4 separate regions of the Mus musculus genome follow, and regions 1, 3 and 4 are each linked to region 2. Evidence: chromatin contacts called from public ChIA-PET, Hi-C and promoter capture Hi-C data. All regions are on one chromosome and are shown on one strand. The core of a region is the stretch at or near the end of the contact, and the rest is flanking DNA. Distances in the headings are between cores, read along the strand shown.

The links. Promoter capture Hi-C pulls out the DNA fragments that hold promoters and counts their contacts. Hi-C and Micro-C count contacts between places; a contact is called where the count stands out from the background. ChIA-PET counts read pairs in DNA pulled down with a chosen protein or histone mark.
Region 1: a contact with region 2 is called in a promoter capture Hi-C map of liver, with 2.2 times the contacts expected there. The contact joins two enhancer-like sites. A contact is called at or near these places in 5 of 39 promoter capture datasets (cranial neural crest, embryonic stem cells, liver and 1 more), 2 of 484 Hi-C or Micro-C datasets (the HL-1 cell line and embryonic stem cells), 7 of 115 datasets of contacts at active chromatin or transcription factors (the 230-238 cell line, embryonic stem cells, extraembryonic endoderm stem cells and 1 more) and 2 of 9 other capture datasets (adipose tissue and liver).
Region 3: a contact with region 2 is called in a Hi-C map of liver, with 4 times the contacts expected there. The contact joins the promoter of Selenoi here to the enhancer-like site in region 2. A contact is called at or near these places in 7 of 39 promoter capture datasets (the C10 cell line, the HPC-7 cell line, cranial neural crest and 3 more), 14 of 484 Hi-C or Micro-C datasets (3T3-L1-derived adipocytes, the C2C12 cell line, CD8 T cells and 8 more) and 11 of 115 datasets of contacts at active chromatin or transcription factors (the 230-238 cell line, T-cell acute lymphoblastic leukemia, bone marrow-derived macrophages and 6 more).
Region 4: a contact with region 2 is called in an ESRRG ChIA-PET map of liver, with 7 times the contacts expected there. The contact joins two enhancer-like sites. A contact is called at or near these places in 1 of 15 datasets of contacts at CTCF or cohesin (the NIH/3T3 cell line), 4 of 484 Hi-C or Micro-C datasets (embryonic heart, embryonic stem cells, liver and 1 more), 4 of 115 datasets of contacts at active chromatin or transcription factors (embryonic stem cells and liver) and 1 of 9 other capture datasets (liver).

What each region holds. Positions count from the first base shown.
Region 1 is chr5:30,672,880-30,678,509 of GRCm38.p6, reverse strand. It overlaps Cenpa (centromere protein A), which reads right to left. Exons shown (of 5, transcript NM_007681.3): 3 at 5,451-5,528; 4 at 5,067-5,217; 5 at 3,673-4,472. The coding sequence ends at 5,083. Among named protein-coding and RNA genes, the nearest start is that of Cenpa, 8.8 kb to the right of the region's middle. Within about 2 kb of position 4,274, at least 7 of the 459 cell types and tissues checked have an H3K27ac peak or open chromatin away from gene starts, as enhancers often do. A contact at or near this core is called in liver, where this site is marked.
Region 2 is chr5:30,481,272-30,487,465 of GRCm38.p6, reverse strand. It overlaps Fam166c (family with sequence similarity 166, member C), which reads right to left. Exons shown (of 4, transcript NM_029285.1): 3 at 5,278-5,390; 4 at 3,379-3,598. The coding sequence ends at 3,454. It overlaps Cib4 (calcium and integrin binding family member 4), which reads left to right. Exons shown (of 7, transcript NM_028483.1): 6 at 1-21; 7 at 1,699-1,882. The coding sequence ends at 1,729. Among named protein-coding and RNA genes, the nearest start is that of Fam166c, 18 kb to the right of the region's middle. Within about 2 kb of position 2,620, at least 5 of the 459 cell types and tissues checked have an H3K27ac peak or open chromatin away from gene starts, as enhancers often do. A contact at or near this core is called in liver, where this site is marked.
Region 3 is chr5:30,230,644-30,236,634 of GRCm38.p6, reverse strand. It overlaps Selenoi (selenoprotein I), which reads right to left and starts at 4,054. Exons shown (of 10, transcript NM_027652.3): 1 at 3,820-4,054. The coding sequence starts at 3,876.
Region 4 is chr5:30,614,264-30,620,085 of GRCm38.p6, reverse strand. The region is part of intron 1 of Kcnk3 (potassium channel, subfamily K, member 3); the gene reads right to left. Among named protein-coding and RNA genes, the nearest start is that of Gm9899, 29 kb to the right of the region's middle. Within about 2 kb of position 1,970, at least 22 of the 459 cell types and tissues checked have an H3K27ac peak or open chromatin away from gene starts, as enhancers often do. A contact at or near this core is called in liver, where this site is marked.

The DNA.
Region 1 (5,630 bases), core at 3,025-5,524, 190 kb before region 2:
GGACCTTCAGAAGAGCAGTTGGTGCTCTTACCTGCTGAGCCACCTCACCAGTCCTATCTAAGACTTATTTATTATATGTAAATACACTGTAGCTGTCTTCAGACACTCTAGAAGAGGGAGTCAGATCTCATTATGGATGGTTGTGAGTCACCTTGTGGTTGCTGGGATTTGAACTCCAGACCTTTGGAAGAGCAGTCGGGTGCTTTTACCCACTGAGCCATCTCACCAGCCCCTCACCAGCCCTATCTATAGCTCTACGTATCTACTCTGGTTCCTCCTTAGACCTCAACCTTTCTTCTTCCTAGATAATGGTAAATTCCTGCATATGGGAGTAGCGTGCCCTGAGATTTCTCTTATCCAGTAAGATACTGTAAGAAAGCATGCAAGACCCTCCACAATATCACAGGGACAAATCTGGGGCATTCTAGCTATGGGAATGCCAAATTTCCAGGAGACTAAGTTTCCGTGAACTTTTCACCTCAGGACAGCGTCCAGGTTTTTGGGGCCCGTCGCATGTGTCACTACTGGAGTGGATGTAGCAAAGATCCAGATCAGAAACTTGTATCTTCCAGCCTCAAGATCTGGATCATGGGTGTGCCCTCCAATTCTGGATTGTAGTTCATTCCAGATATAGTCAAGTTGACAACCAGGAATAGGTGCCATTATACCTCACAACAACTAAACTAAGAAAATGGACAAAGGCCAGAAGATACACATGTTTAATCTCAGCATAGTGGGCAGTGACAGGAATATCCCTCTGTTTTCCAGACCATATAATGAGACCTTATCTCAAAACAGAATAAACATGAAAAAATAAAATAAAGGAAGAAAGAAAAAAAAGAAAAGAAAATCGAAAGGTTTAAAAGTAAATTAGGAAGAGCTGAAAAGAAAAAAAAAAAAACCAACTTCAATGCATTAGGAGGTGGGGCAGAAGTCATCTGAAAGCAGTGATAGAGGACACAGGGAAGAGCCTGAAGAACAGGTGACTGGAACTGGGGTGGGAGAAGAGAGACTGGGGAGAGGCAGTGTTGAAGAAATAATGGGTGAGAACTGATGAAAAGATATATTCATATTCATATTCAAGAAGCCCAATGTATGTCAAGCAAACTAAGAAAAAGAAATCTGCATTTAGACACATCATAATGGCATTGCAGAACACCAGAAACAAGGAAACATCTTTGAAGAAAAGATAAATCAAGGATATAGTATTTGCTTCTAAGAGGAAGGGTTGCGGGGATAGCTCAACAGGGGGGAAAACAGAACCCAGAAAACCATGGAGATAGCCTTCTCACGTCAAGAAAGAAAACTGCCAAACCAAGATTCTGTCCAGACTTAAGAAAATCATCCCAAACTCACAGAGATGAGGAGAACCACGGAGGGCAAGGCAGCTACACTTTCCAAAGTTAAAAGCAGAGGGACAAGCAGACACTGATTCCAGCCGCTCCGAAGACGTCTGAGGCAAAGCCGAACCAGCACATTCTACACAACCACAACAGCCTTCGCCAGCCCCACACTGATGTCATCAAATCCTTCTGCAACCGAAGCCCTGGGAGCTGGGCAGGACTGGCTGCAGGGTCACTAGCAAACAATCAAACCCTTACAAGTTCCTCTTACCACTCACTACACAGCTGCCTTTCCTCAATGCCCCCTTACAGTTATTAGAGGGGCCTCTGGATGCAAGGAGGCCAAAGCCAGGCATGGGCATGTTGGAGGTTTGTGCAGAGGTTTTGCATATGGGCATCAGTTCTTAAACCCACCTAGGCCTTAGGCCCCCTCTGGGCATGTCTTTATCCTGAAGGGACATGAGGGCCTCTAAAATGTTTATCTGAGCCTTCTCTAGGAAAGCTCAAACTCGACAAGTCCCAGCCACATGCTCATACCTCTTAATTAGCTTTTGTCTCCATCCTCAAGCAAATGAAGTTAGCTGCGAAAGGAGATCTTTAAAGAGACTACAACACCTAAAGGGTGTCGAGGGAGTAACTTGGAGCAAAGTTACTACATAGAAAAACAAAAACAGAAAATCACAGACGTAAAGTGCCATTGCACTCATACGACAAGAGCTACTTGATTCTTTTGGCTTGGTCCCTACCCACTCTTCTAACAAAGGAGGCTAGAAGCTTGGCCAGGGGCATTCTCAGACTCCCGTGTGGCTGCTTCTGCTTAGGTTCTGGGAAGGACCTGGAGAGTAAGAGGAGCAGGGAAGATCTCTCTCTTTCCTACTTCGGCAGTGCTTTTGAGGGGCAGCAGCTGACAGGCATGGCCCTCTGCTCAGTGTGAGGAGACAGCCAGGTCAGTGTTATGACGGTGGGGACCGTGATTCATTCCTACAGAGCCACCATGAGGGTGGGTTTGTGGCAGCAGAGGCTCCCTGATCTCTTTGTCTTCTCCATCAATACCTCTTTGATTTTAGCAGCGATAGTGGTTTGTTTTACTGAGTTAAGTGTGACTGGCATTTTATGTATTAAAAAAAGAAAGTCAAAAAATAAGAAAAAGGCCTTGGATATTAAAAATGTGAAAACAGAAATAAACTTAATGGGAAGGTTAGGAAAGGATGAGATTTCTAGCAGAGAAAGGCAGAAACCAGGCCGTGGGTGCCGCACCCAATTCGGGCACCTGGGAGGCAGAGGCAGAAACAAGTTCAAGAACAAACTGGTTACATAGCAGGACCTCATCTCAAACAAGCTAATGAATGAGAATTAGGGTTTATATTAGCTAACTTAACTCTGTGACCATATGCTCAGCAGAAGCAGCTTAAGGGAAGGGGTGCTTATTTGGACTCTCGCTTCAGGAGATAACAAGTGTCACAGTAGGGAAGACGAGGGACAGAAGCAGCTAATGACTGCAGCATGGTTATCAACTGGGAAGGAAGGCCAGACTACAGCCCACAAAGCCCTCCAGTTGTGCCATCCAAGCCCAGGTATCTGCAACGCTCTCTATACATGTGCAGTGAGGGATATCTCAGACCACACACAAGCTCAACAGCACTGGGCTGAGGGCTGGCTCTGTTGTTAAAGTGCTCACAAGGACCTGTCTCATCCCCAGGATCCACAGAATAAGCCGGATATGATGGCATCAGGTTGTGTCCCATACTGGAAAGATCGATGTATCCCATACTGGGAGACAGTGGATCCTGGAAACACCAGAGATTGTCTGACTAAGTAAGGAACCTCACGTATGCTGTTAAAACCATATGCTGGTAAACCATAACATTACACATTACATGCTATTAGTTACCAGGACGTAAAACACTTATTCTCATATAAACACTGCAGTCCTGAGAACACTGGTCCTGCTTGGCACTTGAAAAGAATTCTAAGATCACCACAGACGAGCTGTATTTGACCCTCTGCATGTATCTGATCCGTCGGTAAGTGTTTGTAAAGGGTAAGTTTATGGAGCGGTTCAGTCAGCAGCCATGTCTTCATCAGGAGTTTGTGCTCACTGCGGTCTCACCACAGCACCTCAAGCCAGGAGGTGGCGTGTCCCGTTACTGCAAACCTCTTACATTGCTCTTATCGAGAGTACAGAGGGCAGGTTTTCTGTGTGTTCCTTTCATCAGTGGGAAATCTGCACATCTCACTTCTCTTGTTTCCGTTATAACTGCTTCAAAGGGTATAAAATGATGAGCTTAATATTTACTAAAAAAGCATGAACATCTATTACAGTAACTTTACTTCAATTCTTTCATTAAGGAATTATTTTTATTTTTATTTATTTTTTATTATTTCTCCCCAAATAAGCTAAAATTAATCTGTAAAAATTCTGAAAACACATTTTAAAATTCCAGACTGATATGAGACATTTTATATGATTTAGAGCTAAAGATAAGAGACTCTGGACGTTTTTGATAGGAATTCACTGGTAGGAACCAGAAAGACATCTACTTCAGGCTGTGGATGTAGTTCAGCATTATAGTCCATGCTTGGCATGTACAAATCTTTGAATTCGAGCCCCAGTCTTGAAGAGAAGAAAAGATTTTGTATGTAATTCTACTTAGGTTTTAAAGAAGAGCTGCATGTTTGCTGACTGACAGACAAACATGGATGACAGGATGAGGTCACTCTGGAAGGCAGGCATTTATATGGCGGGACTGCCACGGCTCACATACAACAGATTCAAGCGCTTTATTCAGGTTTTTCTTCCTTATATTTTAAATAAAAGTACAAAAACTAATAGTAAAAGATGCAAACAGAGCAGTAAGAGTGAAATAACCATACCATGGCAGGTATCGGGTGTCTGAAACCTTCAGCCATAGGGCTGAGCAATTCACAAACCAAATTGACCTTTGGTCTGCAAACACTCGAGTCCATGGGAGCGAGTGGGCAGACCTCTGTGTCGGGGGAAGGCCACAGTCTTCTCCTTCAGAGACAGTTTTAAGGGCACCGTGTAGCCAGTATTTAAAAACAGCAAAACCCAGCCAGCTCCTCCGACACCACTGTCAAGCTGCAACTCCAAAAGCTTCCAGGTAATGTCTGTGAAATTTAGGAATCATTATTTACTAACAAGGCATTTAAAAACAAACAAACAAACAAACAAACACCCCCTTCTTCTTAAAATTCGAGGACCCAAAGCTGGGCATAGTGGCACACAACTTTAATCCCAGCACTCGGGAGGCAGAGGGAGGAGATTTTTGTGAGTCTGAGGCCACCTTGCTCTATACAGTTCCAAGACAGCCAGAATTACATAATAAGACCCTTACTAAAGTGGCGATGGAGGGGTGGGGCAGGGGGGTCTAGGCTTTGTAAAATGGTAAGAAGTACCATCAGAAATACGGAGCACAACTCATCCGTTCACTTGTTTTTAAAAAGATCTCAGTCTATAGTGCTGGCAGGCACCCATCCGCACGCGTGAGATGCTCACATTGGTCTTGGGCTTCCCGAGTGTTGGCTTACAAGCGTGAAGCTCCACTCTTATCTTAATACTGCACAAAGGGACAGGGCTCAGGCCTTCCTTAGGGAGCACAGGTGAGAGGGCGAGGGACTAAGGATGGGCATGGCTGCCACTCCTCCTTCAGAGCAGTCTTTTCCCAGCCACAAGCAGCACTCTGAGGATCAGGGAGGACTTACACATTCCACTGGCAGCTTAGGGGAGTCCGCCCTCGAAGCCTCGGATTCTCCTGGTCAACTGAATGTCTTTGGGGAAAAGCGTGACCCGACCAGCATGTAAGGAGAGGAGGTAGGCGTCCTCAAAGAGGTGGATGAGGAAAGCTTCTGCTGCCTGGGCAGAAGAGAACACTGACGTGGCTGAGGGGACAGACAGACTCAAAGGACTGAAGCAAAGAACAAGGTGGATCCAGGAGCCACCCATCAGACCCGCTTCCACACCCTCACGTGTTACACATTGGCTGTTCTTTTCAGGAGGCCAGACACAGCCTGTGGTAGGCCATAAGCTCCTGTGGAGCTCTGGGGTGTACTTCCTTTCTGCCTTCACTCATCTCTGCCCCTTCTTACCTCCTGAAGGGCCAACAAGGCCTGGGCTTGCCACCAAAAATCCACACCACGGCTGAACTTCTCACATATTTCTCTAACCTGTGGAGGAGTGGGACGGGGATGAGCAGAGAGCCACAGAACAGTGACTGAAAAGTGGACGAGGGACTTTCTCAAGTATCTAATGCATCCATGTCTACCATT
Region 2 (6,194 bases), core at 1,371-3,870:
CAAATCTCCAGATTTCATGAAGTAAGACACTCTTGAGGGCGGGGGTTTTCCACCAAGGTTGGAGGGAGTGAAGGTTCTCTAGTCTCCCCAGGACCAAAGGCTATCTCTCTCTTCCTATGGAATTCATAGGTTTGCAGGGCTTCACTGATTCTTTCAGAAATGGTAAATAAAGCTTCCGAGAAATCAGCTAACCTTGGGGAACCAAGAGGGGCTGACAGGATGCCAGGGTTTGCAAACCATGTGTGGGGTTGGTACAACCTCAGAGCCATTGCCCCTGATGGCAGACATCTACGTCTGTCTCTCATACTGGCCTTCAGATATGACCTGAACATAGCCCAGATATACTGGGAGATGACAAGAGAAACAAATGGTTCCACTGGAGAGCAGAAGGGATCTTAGCGATCTATGCTCCAGACTTCTTCCAGATGACTGGCTCTCTGCATTTCCAAGGCCATATTTACCAGTTTTCTAGTTCCTTCCAATTCAGAATGAGTACATCATCTCTAGAGATGATCCTCATCATGACCGAAGAGGCCTTTCGTATGTATGCCAAGTTGGCATCTGGTGACACATGCCTTTCGCGCTTGCCCCTAACGCTGCCCCTTGCCTCATAGAATAGATGAGTTTGATGGTGAAAAAGGAAGATGGCTTTTGAAAATTTTACAAACCAACTCAAAAAAGGACAGAGCCAAGTCTACCAGGAACCTTGGCAGGAGCCAAGATAGCTACACATTCCTGTCTCCCTCCCTCCCTCTTCCTGACCTGCTTCTCCGTCTTTCTGACCCGACCCCCCTCCCCCCGCCCCATTCTCTCTTCTCCTACACACTTACTTCCACTGCACACCAGCAACCTCTGGGTTGCCAGACATGGCCTATCATGTGTCATGGACTCCCAACAGTTTGTGTCTGTTTGATTTAACTTCAGTGACTCTTAAAGTAATGTCCCAGCTCAATTCTGAATTCCCAGGGATTCTGACTGGGTCAGGCCACACTTCTTCCAACCACCTTGATGGACACGACATCTCTAGGTTCCAGGGATGGGGCTAGGGCAGAACCTAGAGATGCCATGCTCGAATCACCTTCATTAAAGGAAACCCCTCTTCCTCCACAATGGCCCCACACAACACAGCTGCTGGAATCTACCTGCCCTGCACCTCTGTCTGAATCATTCCTGTTTTTTTCCACTGGCCACCCAAAAATTCAGAAACCCTTTGTGTTCTGGTGATGCTAATAGAAGCTTAAAGAAAGTTTAGGAATTGGGGAAAGAACTTAAACTCCTTGCTATGCAATCATGAGGACCCGAGTTTGACCCCTAGTGTCCATATTAGAAGCTGGGTGTGGTGGTGTAAACTAGCAATAGCAAGGCTAGGGATGCTGAGCAGGAGGGCCCCTGGGCTCCCTGGTCCCAGCAAGAGACTTTGTCTGAAAACAAACAAAACCAGAAACAAGGTAAATGACTCCTAAGGAGCCACACCTGGGCTGCTCTCTGGTCTCCACACGTGTGCATATGTGTACATGCACCCTCATTGACACTCATGAACACATGTACACACACACACACACACACACACACAGAGAGAGAGAGAGAGAGAGAGAGAGAGAGAGAGGACTGTTTGAACCAGCTGGGACCACTGCCTACAGAAAAGGCCATGATAGGGCAAGGTGGGGGACCTCAGATGGCTCTGGGACTCTCTTTCAGCTCTTTTCGGATTCACTTCTGGGGCTGCTGATGTGGAGGTCATCGGCTGGTTCGGCAGCTTCAATGAAGACTACTGGACACCCCCTGCATCCAGGCACTGTAGAATCTGATTTGAATTATGACTCAGCTCTGTCCATCCTTCACCTCTAGAGTACTGTTTGCTAAGTAAATATGTGTTTCCCCCATCCAGACCCACTGCTTTCTGAAGGTCCTACATAGGGAGTTGGTGTTTCTTCTAGGGCTCAGGTTTGCCAACAACTCCCGGCAAGCGGGCATGGCAACCTTTTTGAGGACAGAGTTCAAACCTCGACCCACGACAGAGGAGAAGACTAAGCCAAATGGAACAAAGTTCAGAAGGGAAATATTCGTCCTTCCCTCCTCTGGAACCCACCCATGATCAGGATGCACACATAGCTGTCATTCCAGCTGGCGTCTGGCTTGCCTGGCTTCCTTCCATGGAGAAGACATCTTGGCCCTGCTTGCCACCCTTGGACCCTGGGGATGGGACCATGTGTGACCAGCATTTAAGGCCTATTTGCTTTGCCATTCAGCCAAGCCCTGTAATGAGTTTGGCCACTCTGGGGACACTTTAGGGTCCAGCTGTCTAGAGACTCTGGGACACAGGAGAAGTTCATCATGGGAACTTGTGGGAGCTGCCAGATGGCTATCTGCTGTGCGTGTGGATTTTCTTGTCTATATGCATCTGAGGGAGGGGATAGGTCTGATTACAAGGAAGAGTTGTTTTTGCTACAGTGTGCACTTGAATCCTGTCTTTAGGTCTTGACTCCCCTGTTCAGTTGAAATAGAGACTCATTACTTGACAGAATCTGCTTGATCTAATCCAGATGGGTGGAACGTTGGGGGAGCCCAATGGTGTGACACATTCCTCAGCTGTGATCTCCTCCCAGAACGGTCTATGGGACTTTGTGCCCTACCCTCTGCCCTATCAAAGTTTCCCTGGAGCAGCCATGTTGGGAGAGCATACTTTGACCCTCGAAGGTTGCCAAAGCTTGTTGCTACCTTGGCACCCACTCCCTGAGGTCATGTCGCTGAGAGTAGTTTAGTCCCAGCTCACTCCTCCAAGAAATAAGCTCAAGTATGTATAAAGACCTAATCAGCCAGCTCTGTCCAGTCAGAGCTGAGTACAAGTCACCCCCACTCCCTGCCACGCCACAGGGCCCCTGGGATCACTAAGACCCCCTCTGTTTCCACATGAGCGTGTGGTATTTGAGAAACCAGGACTGAGGAGCCCAAAAGACCCGGTTCAAATCCTGTCTGTGCTAATTCCTTACTATGTGTGCTTGGGCAACTTTCTCAGCATCCCAGAGGTAGGGCCGAGGTCCCAGACTCCGTAATGAGAAATGGGAGTCAGCTGAGTAACAACACTGAGGGAACTGTTTGGGGGTCATGCCACCCACCCTAGCCACTGCTGTGTGTTCTCAGTTATACTAGTGAAAGCAGGCAGGAGGTCTCGGTCCCCGAGTGGCCCGACACCTGGGTAGCCTTATGAGCCTGGCCTTAGTCATCCCCCAGTCCCACCTGCCTCGACCTGGGCACATCTGGATGGCCCACAGTGGCTGGGCACAGCTTCTTGGTTCGGATTTCTCCGGCTTAGCTCTCCCCAGTGCTCAGGGCACCTTCACGCATGGTGACAAGATCCAACTGAGAGGCACACGGGATGGTTGTGGCTGAAGATTTTATTACAAGCAAGCCAGCCTGGTCAGGCCAAGGTTCCCTGGGGTCAACCACCTGGTTTCAGGCTCTGAACTCGAAGTAAAGGTCCCGCCTTTGGCGCTCTTGAGAGGAAACTCTCTTCCCTGATGGGAAGGTCTGGTAGGTCCTCTTGTAGTCAGGGGATAATCTTAGTAGGTTCCACTTACTCTTCTCACTCAGAGGAGGCCTGAGGGTAAGGATGGGCCAGCGTCAGGCAGTGCGCCCCGAGGAGCGGGAGGAATGTTCACCATAACCCTTGTGCTCACTATAGCTTTGTGGCCCTGCAGCCATTGGCAGCGTGACATCTGCCGAGTGAACAAGGACTCGGGAGAAAAGTGACCTGGATTCTGGCCCTGCCTCCTGCTGGAAACAAACCCATGTGACAGTGAACTGCTGCTACTGTTGCCCTCTTGTTATCCTCTTGTTCTGAGGAGTAAATGAAGCTCTTTGTGTAAAGCACTTAGTGCAAGGTGAGGAGAAACTCAGCCGTTATGGGAGATGCTGACTGCTGCTGTGGTAGAGATGGTGGTGGTGATGATGGTGAAGGTGATGGTGGTGGTGATGGTGGTGCTGTAACTCAGAAAGGCTAGAGACTCCCCAGGATACAGAGTTGATCGCCGACCGTCCCCAGCCACTTAAGATACGCTATCTGTATCGGGCATGGCACGGTCAGCAGTGCAGACTACTGGATAATTTGGAGAAGAAAGAGATACAAGGACCTGAAGATTCAAGAGGGGGCATACATGGCAAGATATCAGAGACCTGTCCCCAGGAAAGGCTCAGTTTCAAGGGACTCACTGGCTCAGAACTGGCTCAAGAGAGACACAGGCAACCCAAAGGCTGAGCTGACCCACAACAAACATAGGTCTCTTCCCAGACGGGGTCTTCAACCATCAGGTAACCCGCCCAAGCTCCTGAGGTCTGCGCTGGACTCAGTTTACTTTCTTATGTGCCAGACCCATCTGTCTTACAGAGAGGCACTTTTAGAGGTACTAAGACAGTGTCGGCAAAGTGTACCAAACTCTGTGGGAGCAGCTGCTGTATCTACATCTGGATGCTGAGGCTGGGACTCTTGAGGCAAGCAGGGGTTAAAGGTTAGAAACCCAAATGTGTCCACTGACCTCCCAAGTCCACACCCCTCCCAGACAGACACAGGTGGGTTGCAAAAGTGGGGAGAGGAACAGGCTTCGAGTTGGTCTCTAGGTCACCTCCCTACCACTCCCAGCCATAAGGCCCCTGGGAGTAAACTTGCGAAACCTGTGCTTTGGTGGCAGGAGGGAGGGAAGGTCTTCCCTGGGGGCGGGCGAGGGGCTCTCTCAAGACACCAGAGCCGGGCTGTAAGGCGTTTCTTACTTTTTAAAACCTGGCTAGTTAGACTTTTAAGATAATCTCATGTCCCTGGTGCAAGACTAGGATCCCAGCATACCCTAGACTGGGTTCCATAGAAGGTGGGGGGGGGGGGGACGGGACGACGACAACAGGATATGGGTGGCAAGCTGATGACCTGTCCCTTGTCCACGTAGTGTCCCATTCATCCACCAGAGGGCAGCAGCTGTTTGGACTGGTTTGGACTGGTGCAGCTTTGAGAAGGGCCTTTGCAGAGGAAGTAGCAGTCAAGTTCCCACAAGCAAAGGCTATGGAGTATGTATCTGGTCAGGAAAATACTTCCTGATCCTCCCATGAGGGTTTCTGGCATCCTGCCCCCCACCCCCCAAAAAAGAGCTGCTGGATCTGGGACTCTGCAATAGCAGGCACCACTGGCTGTGTTAACTGTTTCTCAGGGTCATGGCTCCAGGGCTGGAGGAAGAGGAGATGCCCTGTGGATGTGTGTTTGTTGACCGCAGAGAGGAGGAGAGGGACACTCACAGGTCGGTGGGTAGGGGGTACCGGTCCGGCTCCTTCACAGGAAGTACAAAGTAAGGAACACGGGACAGAATGCCAGTCTTGTCTTGGTAATACTTCCGCTGCTGCTGGACTGTCTACAGCTCGGCAAAGAACACACAGCAGGTTGTTGCTGTACCACCTGTTCCAAGATACAGCTGGCCAGGGGTGCGGCAGCCCCACCCCCACCCCAGTGTTCCTGGTGAAATCCGTTCCTCCATCTATTGGGGATAGTGACATCATCACACAGCAGTTTTGATGCAGAGAGTAAACGAGACCAGGCTGCTAAGAAGTCTGGAATTCCAGTTTAGCATCTGCACACCTAAACACTGTCCACGCAAGCGTGCTCTAAGCACACCCATGTCCACGCAAGCGTGCTCTGCTCTAAGCTCTGCTTCTCCTTCACTCCTGGAGCAGGTGTATCAGTTGTGTCAGCCTGGGGAGCAAGCCTCCCACTGACACACTGATGTGACCCCATGGTTTCTCAGAGTCTGAGACCATCTACTCATCCTGTCCCGGGGGAACTACCCTCACTCAGGACAAGTTCCCAGCACTGACACCAGGCAGTATCTGTGTCTTTCCTACCTGGATGGGAAGGTATTTGTGAGAGAGGATGCTGCAAGGACTAGGGCTCCCGGAGCCTAGAGGGAAACGATACCTCATTCCCACAGGTGGGCAGCAGGTGGGCATGCTAAATCAGAGAATCAAAAGCACTAGGGGCATGGCTGGGTTCCCCCAGCTTCATCTCTCCATCGTGGACAGTCTGGTACAGTGGGGTGCACTCTTAGAGGGATGGGGGCTGTGGAGGATTAGTGGGTACAAGGGAACTTCGGGGGGGCCTTTGTGTATGATTTCTCTTGGGGTTTGTTTTCAGCCTTTTCCTTCATGTAGGAGGTAAGCAA
Region 3 (5,991 bases), core at 2,805-5,304, 250 kb after region 2:
TGGTGTCAGGCCTGTCATCTCAACACTCTGGATACAGAAGCAAGAGATCATGAACTTCATGCACAGTGGAGCAGACACAGATACACACAGACAGACACTCAGAATCTCTATTCCCTCTTTTCTGTCTCCACTGCCATAATATTCAAGTCTTCAACATTTCCTGGGCAGAGGTTGGCTGGCTGGCTGGTTGGTTGGTTGACTGATTGACTTACTGGTATCAGAATCACTTAGTGGGGAGTAACCACCCTGCAGCACACACCCCAAATGATTCTGATGCCAATAAATATGGGCCACAGACACTAACTCTCAGAACAAAATTACTTCCACTCTGCTAGGAGCCTGCCTCCCTCTCCAGTCTCATCTGCCCTGCCACCATTATAGTCAAACACCTTATTTTATGGTTCCCAGAAACCCTCAGGCCTGTCTCTGTATCTCATGACAGGCTGCCTTTCCCTTCTTCATCCTCTCTACTCAGTCTTCATCTTTCCAGCCTGGCCTTGCCTTTACCTCCATCACCTTGGAAGTCTTCCTCAGGTATAGCATCCGCTCCCACCCCATCAGTGTGTTTTGCCTCCTTGCCTTTCCACAGCACCTAGAACTTCAATCTGTACTCACTAATTATAAAGGTTTGTTTACCCATCCCTATCTGCCACCAAACTAAGCTCTTTGAAGTCAGGAATTTCACCTTAGCTTAATTTTGCAACCCCAGTGCTGTGCCTGATAAGATCTTCCATAAATGCTTGCTAAATAAATAAAATTACACAGTTTGACCCAGTGAGACCGAAGGCCAGTTTGGATTCTGGTCCTCTGGCATTGCTATCATGATGCAAATACAATCACTCTTTAAAGCTCAACTGGAACAGTAGTAAGTCCACAATAGCTACACTCCCTGTATCAGGTTGTTGTCATCATCTACATTCACTAACTACCCAACAGCAGAAACCAGTTCCTGAAATTCTACTCTTGAAACTAAACAAAGTGCTTAACTCTTTCCCCTCTAAAGCAAAAGGATACAATGTGACACTAGCTGCAACACTGTAAATTAAAACTGTGCCCTCAGTCCGACTAAGCAAACCACAACAGTTTAAACCATTAAAGCATGGGCTGGGCGGTGGTGGCCCACGCCTTTAATCCCAGCACTTAGGAGGCAGAGACAGGCGGATTTCTGAGTTCGAGGCCAGCCTGGTCTACAGAGTGAGATCCAGGACAGCCAGGGCTATACAGAGAAAAAACTGTCTCGAAAAAACAAACAAAAACAAAAACCATTAAAGCATGGAGTCTTTCAGCAGTATGTATCGGTCCATTACGAACAAGAGGAAAATGGAAAACAGCGAGGAACGATGAACCTTACAAATTGGAATACTTCAACATAACTGTCTGAGCTCCTTATTAAGCAATGGAGCAGAACAACTGTACTTCTAAATTAGCTCATCATATTCAAAGTGAAAATTCAAAAGAAGCCTTCCAGCACCCCTGCACAGAGCTCCTACTACCAGACTTAATTAAAATGCCTTCTATTCCTTTCCATCTTCATTCCTTCAGTATTTTCTGGGCATCTCTTCAGCTCAAGATACTGTGGAGACACTGATCATGTTGAACGAGACAGCTATCAGCCCTGCCCACCTAGAGCTCCTGTCCTAACACACCACCAGCAATTATTAAACTAACTACTGAATAGGACTGTGTTAGACACTTCACCAGAAGACGTACGTATTGAGAGTATATAAAACTGAATCCACCCCAGGCTTTCTTCTGTACTGGAAATCACCTCTTTCTTACTACAGAAACCTAATTACCTCTCTGTGTGCACCCCTCTCAGCAGCTACTATATGCAAGTGCCAGGTTTCCACGTGTAGCTCTCAAATGTACCTCTAGGAAAGATAGAAAAATTAAACTGGTTCAAAAGTAATTTTTTCCACCAGCTGGTATAGGAGTGTCATTTCTTTTCTCTGTATTTTTTTGCTCTGTTATAAAAGGTCACACCCGATTAAAACCTCTTTAAGTATTTTGATTGCATGCTTGGGGGTGGTGTCTTAATCCGTTATAAAGCATGTACTCTCTGAAGACCACACAATGAGAAGGCAATGAGAAAGAAAGGATCTCTGTGTGCAATTTCACGTGCCAACAAAACTGACCACACAGATTTTTCTTTCCCTTTGGATGCCTCTGTTTCATTCTTTTAAAATGAATGTGGTATGGCATCCAGCAGAGAGCCTTCTACTAGAATTTAAGGTTATACATTTGTGATTGATTTTGGATCCCGCCTCCAAAAAAAGCCTCACTGTAACTAGAATAACATCAACATTTTAGTGACTGCTGGGACGATTGCAAAACTGACCTTTGTTTTCCAGAACGATAGGAAACCGGTTGTCAAACACAGGAGCTGAGTCAGATAAGGAAGGGACAGCCACAGAAAACCACACCGAGATGTCCGATAAAATAAGACTTTTATCTAGCTGGGACTATAAACCTAGAGAAGACGGTGAGGAAAACTAGGCTCACTGAATAAAGCTGCCACTTTATAAAAACTTGCTCTAAAAGTCAAGACTCATTTTCGAAGAAAATATTTTGGCTGCCAATCTTTGCAGTGCAGCACAGATAACCAAGAGGGTGATGCAAACACACACAGGAGGTATCTGGGTTAACAGCCTTCTGACCCAAGCCACTAAGAAAGCTCTGCAATTTCTTCCTTCCCAGTTACAGTTTTAAGGTAAGTCACCACCTTAATTCAGAATAGTATGGTCCAACACTGCTTCAAAGAAGAATATCCTAGGGCCTTCTAAAGCCCCTGGGTTTTTTTTTTTCTATTTCAGTTAAACAAAATGAAGATTTTTCCCCCCAAAATATTAATTCATTGCACAAATGTTTCCTGGATGACTACTACCCACAGGACTAGCCTCATCATTTGGACATTCTATTCGGCACACACTAATTTCATAAAGGAACAGATTGCCCTCAAGAAAGGCTTACCAAAGATGAAACACCAAACCTCATTATTTCACATTAAGACACCTGGATGGCCAGTAGTTCCCTGGGGGGACTACTAAATCTGTATTTTGCAACCCCAGAATGCTGGAACCACCAGCATTTCTTGGGGGTTCATGCCGTGCCAGACTCTTTTCAACCCTTTCCAATATACTAAGCACAAGAGAAACTCACACTTAGGCTAAAGAGCCTAAAAGAGAGGCTGAGTAGGGTTTCAACGACTCGTCCAAAGCCAAAAGAAGAAACTTGACTTTGGCATCGCGTTTCTATGTACTCCAAAGCCCGCGCGCTCTTTGCACTATACAGTTTCTTCTAGTGCACAACGTCTTAACCTGCAGTGCCAGCGCTACGAGCCTCAGTGAAAGCCCTTTTCCAGGGGTAGGGTGGAGTGCATCTGCATTAAGGCCTGAAAAAGTCACTTCCCTCCCTTAGCATCCGCTAAAAGACCATCCAGATCTCTGAAGTTGTAAGCACTGAGAGGCATGTGAGAAGCTCATTCAAACGACGACCAAAAGAAGGGAACAACACCCTCTCTGGGAAAGGCTGAAAACCCGCCGCAGTGACAATTAATAAGGAAAAGGAGAGAAAGGAATTTCTTCACCCCACTCTCTAAGGAAAAGGCAGTCTCCCGCGGGGTGCCAAGACCGGGCGGCCGGCCTAGGATGCTCCCAAGCTTCCCGACCGCGACCTCCCGCCCCCAGAATCCCCTTCAACAACGCCCGCCGGCGCGCCACGCGGCAGGCGCAAGGTGACACGGACCGCGCCGGCCCCTCGCCGGCCAGGGCGCGGCCCGGGCGCGGGGGAGATGGGCGACCGCCTGCTCGCCTTCTCTACCTTGTACTTGTCAAAGCCCGACAGCTGCTCTGGGCTCACGTATTCGTAGCCAGCCATGACGACCCGAAAACTGAACGCCCACTCCGCAGCGGCAGCGACACTGCGCGACAGGGCAATGAAACAGGAGCAGCACACGGCGTTGTGCAGAGCTAGGAAAGCCTGGGCTGGTAAAGAAGGTAGAGGCGCGCTCCGCCCACCGCGCACGCGTAGCGCACCCAGTGCGCAAGCGCAGCCCCGCGGCTCCCGCGGGTAGGGACACCGCCCCTTACACGGCCCGCCCCCAGCACCGCCTCAATCCAATCGGCACGGGATGGCCATCGCCAAGTCCCGCCCCTCCTACCGTCTTCGTCGCTTCATTTGCCAGAGTCAAAATAGGTGAACTGAAGTAAGAGGAGGAGTGAAAGGTCAACTTCCCAGCAGCCTTTGCTCTTGTCTCTGCTATAGGAACCCCGAGTGATTGTGTGGGATGCTCGCATAATCTTGTGGCCCGGGTGAGTGTGTACGGGGGCGTTCGAGGGGAAGGGCGGAGGCAGGTGTGTGCCACAGCGGGCTGTGAGCGCCTGGAGCTTCGGGATCCTGAAATGATGATGTCGGGCGAACGGGAAACATCGAGTAATCCAAAGGGACTTGAAAATCAGTCCCTTCTGATCCATGATGCTTGTGAACCTTGGACTGCCTCGTCAAATTCCACTGGTTCAGCCGGTGCGAATTCCAATTGCTTAAGTCTCCTCGATTCCCCCATAAAACCATTGATCTCTCAATCTCGACGGGGCCCTGTGTTTACAAGGAGTGATTTTACAACTAGGGCCCAGTGCATTGTAGAAAGAACACGTCACCAGTGGTTAATATGTGTCTAATAATAGGAAATGTTTAATAATTGCTACTTTTTATTGCGTGCCTTACGTGCAGAGAATTTTGCATACATCATCGCCAACCCATTAACTTTGAGATGAGAGGCATTTGCCCCATTTCCCTTAGCACACAGTCCGGAGTTGTGTATTCTCCAGTACCAGCAAGAAATTCAAATTACAATGCCTATCCAGAAGCACTTATTTGGTTGGAAATGGTTAGCCCAATTAGAAATATAGCCCTATTAGAAACAGATTATCAGTGAGTCTAATAGTTCCCTTGTTCCCTGGAATGAGGGCAATTAATTTGAAATCTCCACTTAAGTTCCTTGGAGTCATTCACTTAACAAATTGCTGTCAGGACCTAAGATATGCTAAGCACAGTTTCCGGCTTTTTTGAGACAGGATCCCATACCAGCTCCTAGCTAGCCTGGAACTCACTATTCAGCCCAGACTAACCTCAGATTCATGACAATATTATCAATATCAAGTGTGAGCCACCACACCCACCTCTAAAATGTACAGTTCTTAATGAGATGATGCATATAAAGTGTCCATTAAACCAACATAAAATCTTTGCTATGTAGTTTTTCTAGTCAATATAAATATGACAAAAAGAATCTTGTCATCAATTTTTTTTTAATATGAGCCTTGCACCATTCCATCTGAAATACAAACCATACTTAAAATACTTTAACTACTTGTGGAAAAACATTTAAAAGTGACAGGATAGGGCTGGAGAGATGGCTCAGCCGTTAAGAGTAATGACTGCTCTTCTGGAGATCCTGAGTTCAACTCCCAGAGGTGGCTCACACCCATCTGTAGCTCCAGTTCCAGCGAATCTGATGCCCTCCTGTGGCCTTCAAGGACACTGCATGCACAGGATGCAGGCAAACACACACCCATACGTGTAAAATAAAAAGTAATTTTTTAAAAACTTACACAACTGCAAACTAATAACAGTACATGAGCTACACATTTATTATCCACTTTACATCGGCTCACAACCCCCCTCCCTCCTCTCTTCCCAGTCCCACCCACCCTTACCAGTCCCTTCCCCATTACCACCCTACCAGAGCTGAGTGTGGCTGTGGACCCCTACAATCCCAGCTTTCTGGAGAGCTGAGGTGTAAGAAGAATCACTGTAGCCAATGTTGACTTAAACTCATGATCCTCCTGCCCCAAAGGCAATCTAGGAAATATTTTTTTAAAGAACAATTTTGAATGTTTTAAAGGACTCTTGTTACCTTTAATTATGTGTGTGAGTATGTGCACGTAAGTATAGGTGCCTGAGGAGACCGGGGCCATCTCGTGTCCCTGGAGC
Region 4 (5,822 bases), core at 721-3,220, 130 kb before region 2:
TGGGAAGTTCTGAGAAGGCTTATTTATGAACTCCAGGTCTCCCAACTACATAAAGCTAAACATTAACTTTGGGGGGGGGGAGCCCTGGCAAGCCTGTAATGGCCCCCTCTAACTTCTACCTTCAAAGGGAGTCCTAATATACACATCATGATTATATTACAGACCAGGATATTGTGAGCATTGCCTGATCTGAGTTCAAATTCTCCCATCTACATAAGACATTTTTGAGCCTTACTTTTTACATCTGTAAAATGGGGCTAATATATCATCTGCAGCAAGGGCTTTGGAGGAATAAATGAAATAATGTATTGATGCACTTAGCCTAGAGCCTGGTATATCTCAAATGCCCCACAATAGCACGCTGATTAATAATGAAGGAGGTGGCAGAACACTCTCACGTTTCCAAGAGATCGCCCAGCTTGGGAGTAACTGCATTCCAGTGGAGCCACCTCTGACAGCCTAGGGCCGGTCCTTAGGATTCTAAAGCTCAGAGAGGCCTGGAAACAGATGTTTGGGGCAGGGGTAAAGGCTTCAAGACTGTCCATAAAATGGCTTCCCTGCCCCACTGTGGCATCTATCCAGTGGTTGTGCCCCTTCTGCCAGGGGCTGTACAGTTGAGCCATGGTGCCTGGCTTCACTGCACCCCAATAGGGCGAGAACAGATTGTGCATACCAGCTGGGTCCCACAGCCATCCACAACTCACCTCGACAGCTGGGCATGCTACCAGCTAGCACAGTGTCTCATCCTGTCCTTTCCTGTCCCTCAGACCAGCACCACACAGTATATGGACCCCTGACTCCTCTCTGGATATGACACTAGGGGCAGAGCTCTACACAGAGGGCACAGCATGGTTATGGCTCCAGCTGTGTAACCCTGGGCAAATTGCTGTCTGTCTCTGGGCTCCTTTGCCTTGTCTGTACTTGGGGTCCAGGCCCATGACCTAAAGCTGTTATTCCATGCCCTAGCGCTTGTCCCGATCTTCCTCAGGAAGTAAAGGAGACAAATGGCTTGGGGAAGCTTTCTGGAATCTTTGGAGTATTCAACTGTGAGAGGCCCTTGGAAAATCATCTGAAAACACAGGTTCCTGTGTGCGTGTGCGTGTGTGGTGTGTGTGTGTGCATGTGTGTGTATGTGTAGCCATCTATAGCCACCCCGAAGAGGAAGGAACCCTTCCAAAGCACCTGTCTACCTCTCACCAGCTTGCTCTGGGTTCCATTAAAGAATAATGCCCTTCAGGAAAACCCAGTGCCCTCCTGCCTGGCTTCCTTTGCCTGGATAGGCTGCCTACAAAACAGCTCTCCTGCTCGGCCCTGCTGGCTGGGCCCTCAGGTGCTGCCCTGGCCCCTCACCTGACATCCAGAAGCCCCTTTACCTTCTCCGCAGGGTTTTCCCCCTCCTTCTGCTCCTGCTCAGCTCCCACCCCTGAGGGGGGCAGTGCTCAGCACCCACATTTAGCCACAAGTACACCCCCAACTTGGTAATTCTCAAATCGAGTGACTCATCCAGACCTGACCCAGGCCCCTACCAGGGCCAGAGACAGTGCTTGACCTTTGTGGGGCAGATGGCCAGACTGGCCCTCACTCCCTACCACAGCCAGGCTCACTAATCAAAACTTTTACCCTTAGAATAAACTTTTAACTTTGCCCTCATGAACATCCCCCGGTCACTCTTTGATTTGTGCCTGACTGTTTTGCGGCTGGAGTGGAGACGTCCTTTGAGTTGGCTATGGCCCCTAGGCATTTCTCACTCTGTATTCATGCCAGGGCCATGTCAGGAGGGGAAACTGAGGCCCAGAGAGAAGCGCATGAAGCCTCAGCTGCAGGCACTATCTTGAGCCAGCTGAGATATCAGTAGGACAGGGGAGCCGCCCTGGAGACAGACTTTTTTCATCTTGGGGCTGAGGGTGAGCGAGCCTATCCCTTTGTCTTACTGTCACTGGACGAAAGGGCAAAGAAGCCATGAGGACCTGCTGACGTGGGTGCCTAGCTTGGATGGCTGCCAGCTAGGGTGGAGTCCGTCCCAGGGGACCCGGGACTTCTGGGAAGTCACCGGGAGTTTGGCCAACCCTGTCCCCCTGCAGTGGGGCAGCAGTGTGCCTAGTTTGGCTTTGCAAGGGAAAAGGTAAAAAGAACTACCAATTGCTGCCTCTTCAAGTCTCTGGTTGGGGGCGGGGCTCTGCTAGTCCCTCTGGGTACCAGCGCACGCACGCAGGGGCTGCTCTCTGAGGCTGATTCTTTTTGGGTACCCTCTCCTAGTACCTGTTAGACCAAACAGCCAGAACTCCTATCTTGAGCATAGACTCTGGCGGCTGCCTCCCTGAACACTCACTAGGGCTGTCCCTTTCCATCTCCCATCCTGAATCCACCACGGGAAGACAGAGGTTCTTACTAATCATTTGGTCTAGTCTTGGGGTTTTACAGATAAGTCACTGAGGAGCAGAGAGGCTTGCTCAATGCCTAGAGGTGGTAACAACACGACAAGGTTAAAGCCAAGGATTTTAGATAATGAAACCAGTCCCCTGGCTGCTGCCTAACAGTTCAGGTGTGGCCAAAGCTCCACCTACTCATTCAGTCAGAGCTATCGACTCTTCATAGGAAGTGACTTAGATAGGAGATGGGTCTGGGCACAGAAGCCACCAGGACCAGCAAGATAGCTCACTGGGTAAAGGCATTTGATGCCTAGCCTGATGGCCTGATTTAATTCCTAGGAGATTCCACAAGTTCCTCTGACCTCCACAATATACCACAGAATATATGTGCAGTCACACAGACATACACACACAGACACAGATACAGTCACACACACAAACACAGACACACACACAGACACAGACATAGTCACAGATGCACACAGACACACAGAGACACAGTCACACACACACACACACACACACACTAACACATACATACTCTCTCTAAATAAATAAATGTAATAAAAATCTCTTTTAAAAATTCAGTGGAGGAAGCTGTGGCTGGACATAAATGTTAATTATCAGCATAAATATTTTAGGATAGCAAGGAACTAAACAACAGTATTGAAAGCCTCAGGCCTCTATCCTCGTCTCTGCCTGGTGTCAGGAACTCAACCACTGGTTGTAGCTCTGGCTTTCAGAGATCTAGGGGGGCATGGAGAGGGTGTGTCTTCCCCTCCCCCTCTCCCTCCTGGTCTCTTCTCCCAGTGGCCTGGCTCCTTCTACTTGAAGCAGAATTCTAAGCTCTTGATAATAGGCTGGTCTTGGCCACCTGCTCCCCACTGGCGCCAGGAGTGTGTTAGCCTGCCTGCCTGCCTGCCTGCTTCCTACCCTTGGCCTAACTGGCCCCCAGGTGGACCCATGGCCCCATCTCGGGTGGAGCTGAGTGTGTGGAGCTGGAGGGCAGGAGGCTGAGGTCTGTCCTCAGCTTGGCTAGCACTAGCTTTGTGTCATCCCTTTTCATTCCTGGTTCTTACCCTGGCATTTTTCACTGTCCTGAACGTCTTTTAGTAGTTTCTCTGTTCAGCCACCCACTCACAAGATCAAAGCTTCCATTTGTGAAGTGTTGATCAAATACAATATTTTACTACATGGAACCAGCGCCAAGGTGATGATTCTTAAGACTCTAATTAGTTTATTTCCCCCATCAAAATCAATTAAGAACACACTTGTCAATCAGAAACTTGAGATTAGCATGGGATAATTGATTCTGCAAGACTGAATCAGGCTATCCTTACATGTGGGAAACGCTGCAGATAGGTAGGGCATCTGCAATTCAGTGAGGCAGAAAGTGCACAGGCTCCATAGCCAAATAGCTCTTAACCTTGGCCAGGTTCTTTAACCCTTTGAGCCTCTAGTTTCTCATCTGTGAAATGGGTACAGTGACCTCATGAGAGATTTGGTGAACTAGTAGATTTGAGATGCCAATGTGAATATATTTGGGTTCCCAAGATTGCATGAACATTAAAGCCCCCCCCCCACAACGTGCTATAATCAATGTTTATTGACATTAATTTCCTCAGATACCAGCTCAGTGGTATGTTAAGGGTTGGATGAGAAAAGAGTTGTTTGACTCAATTAAATTGGGAAAATAGGGACTAAAAAGAATGTTTTTATCATGTGACTTAAGTGTCACATGGTCATACCCGTCCGTGTTCCCATGAATAGCTGGAGGAATGTGTCATGTTTCTCATGTATTTGACGGCAGAACATTTTTCTCACAGTGCTTATTGCTAAGCTAGGGTTCCTCTGAGCATGGTTTGGGAAGCCCTCCTCTGTCACATCAAGAACTTATGTGGTCCTTCTTCCAGGTCCTTCTTTGACTCTGGGTCTCTGAGCCCCATCTCTGGGCAGATTAGAACCTTGGCAGTTCCTGGCTGTGCCCTGCCTCCCAGCAGACTTGCTTATCTAGAGTAAATACAGCCCTGGCCAGGGGAAAGATGAATGAGGTGACCTGTGGTCTGAGACACCCAGAGGCTTTGCACACTAGGTCGTTGTTGGAAATGGGGGAGGGGAAGGGTGACCTGAGTGCGCTGCCAGAGCTTGCTAAGCAGAAGGAAGGCAGTTCGGGCTCTGGGGAGGGACGATGCCAGCAGGCTGGGAAGGAGAGCGGACAGGAGGGAGCGGTCAGGATTGAGCTGTGGGTGCCTGGAAAAGGTTCTTTGGGGACTGTGCCCCTCAGAGCTGGAGCTCTGGAGACCATAGATAGCAATGTGGAGACAAGAGCCAAAACCAGAATGGGCGCATTAAAGCATCTGAGGTGGAAGGCATCAGGCATTGGTACTCAGGCTCTGCTCTGAGGGGAAGGGTGGCTGGCCTAGCAGACATTGCAGAGAGTTCAGGTGCTCTCCCAGTCTCTGGAAGATCCAGTCAGGCAGCAGGCTGTCTAAGGAGCTCCGAGGGCTTCCTCCATGTGGAGGAAGGGCCTCCTTGCTCACAGCTTCATCTCTGTGCTCTCTTTCCACACAGAAGTCTGCAGGCTCTGGCCCCTCGGACTCTTTGTGGGCACCCTTTGTGTCACGCACAGGACTTGGGTAGGTCATTATCAATTGCTGTTCTACCTGGAAAAACCAAAGATCTATAAGGTAAGGCTCTGTGCAGTGATGGTGACCCCCGAATTCTTGCTCCCCTTCCCAAATTCCTAATTGCAAAGAGAGGAGGCCATCTCAGGATTTTTTGTTGACTCTCAGCCCTGGCCCTTGTTTGTATATACCCTTTCCGCCTTCAAAATAAGCCCAACTCTAGGCCCCCAAATAAGCCCCTGGCTGTAGGTCTGGCTCAGCCCAAAACTAGGTCTGCAAAGGCATCAGGACTCCAGGGAGTTGGGTGGGGGCGGGAATGAACATGCAGAACTGGGTCTGGGGTTTGTCACCCTCCGGGCCAGAACTCCTGAAAGGACAGTTCTAAAACAAGGCACCCATCTCTTCTCTCCCTGCCCCTTCCCAGGGCCTCTTTGTTCCATCTTGGCAGCTCCATTTTCAGCCTCTGCCCTCCACTCTATAGCACCAGCTCCCACACTTCCCATCCCTGACTTCTTGGCTTTCCCCTCTCTCTTGAGCTGACTTGCACCCCACAGGTGTCTGTCCCTGTTACTGCCTGAGGACTTCTTATGCAGAAGAGCTCTGGTGCCCCACCCCCAGCCTCCCAGGCCCATGCAAAATGGGGGAGTTGAGAGGGAGGGTGCTGGTGTCATGGAAAATCCCTGCAGCAGCCAAGGTCAGTGTTTGCAGACACAGTCTGGCCTGCAGCCAGGCCTGCTTCAGGGCTCAGCTCCTTTGCCGCCCCCCCACCCCCCAGCCCAAGGCTAGCTCTGTGCAGGGGCCTCATAGGTTTAGAACAGAGGCTTTAAGC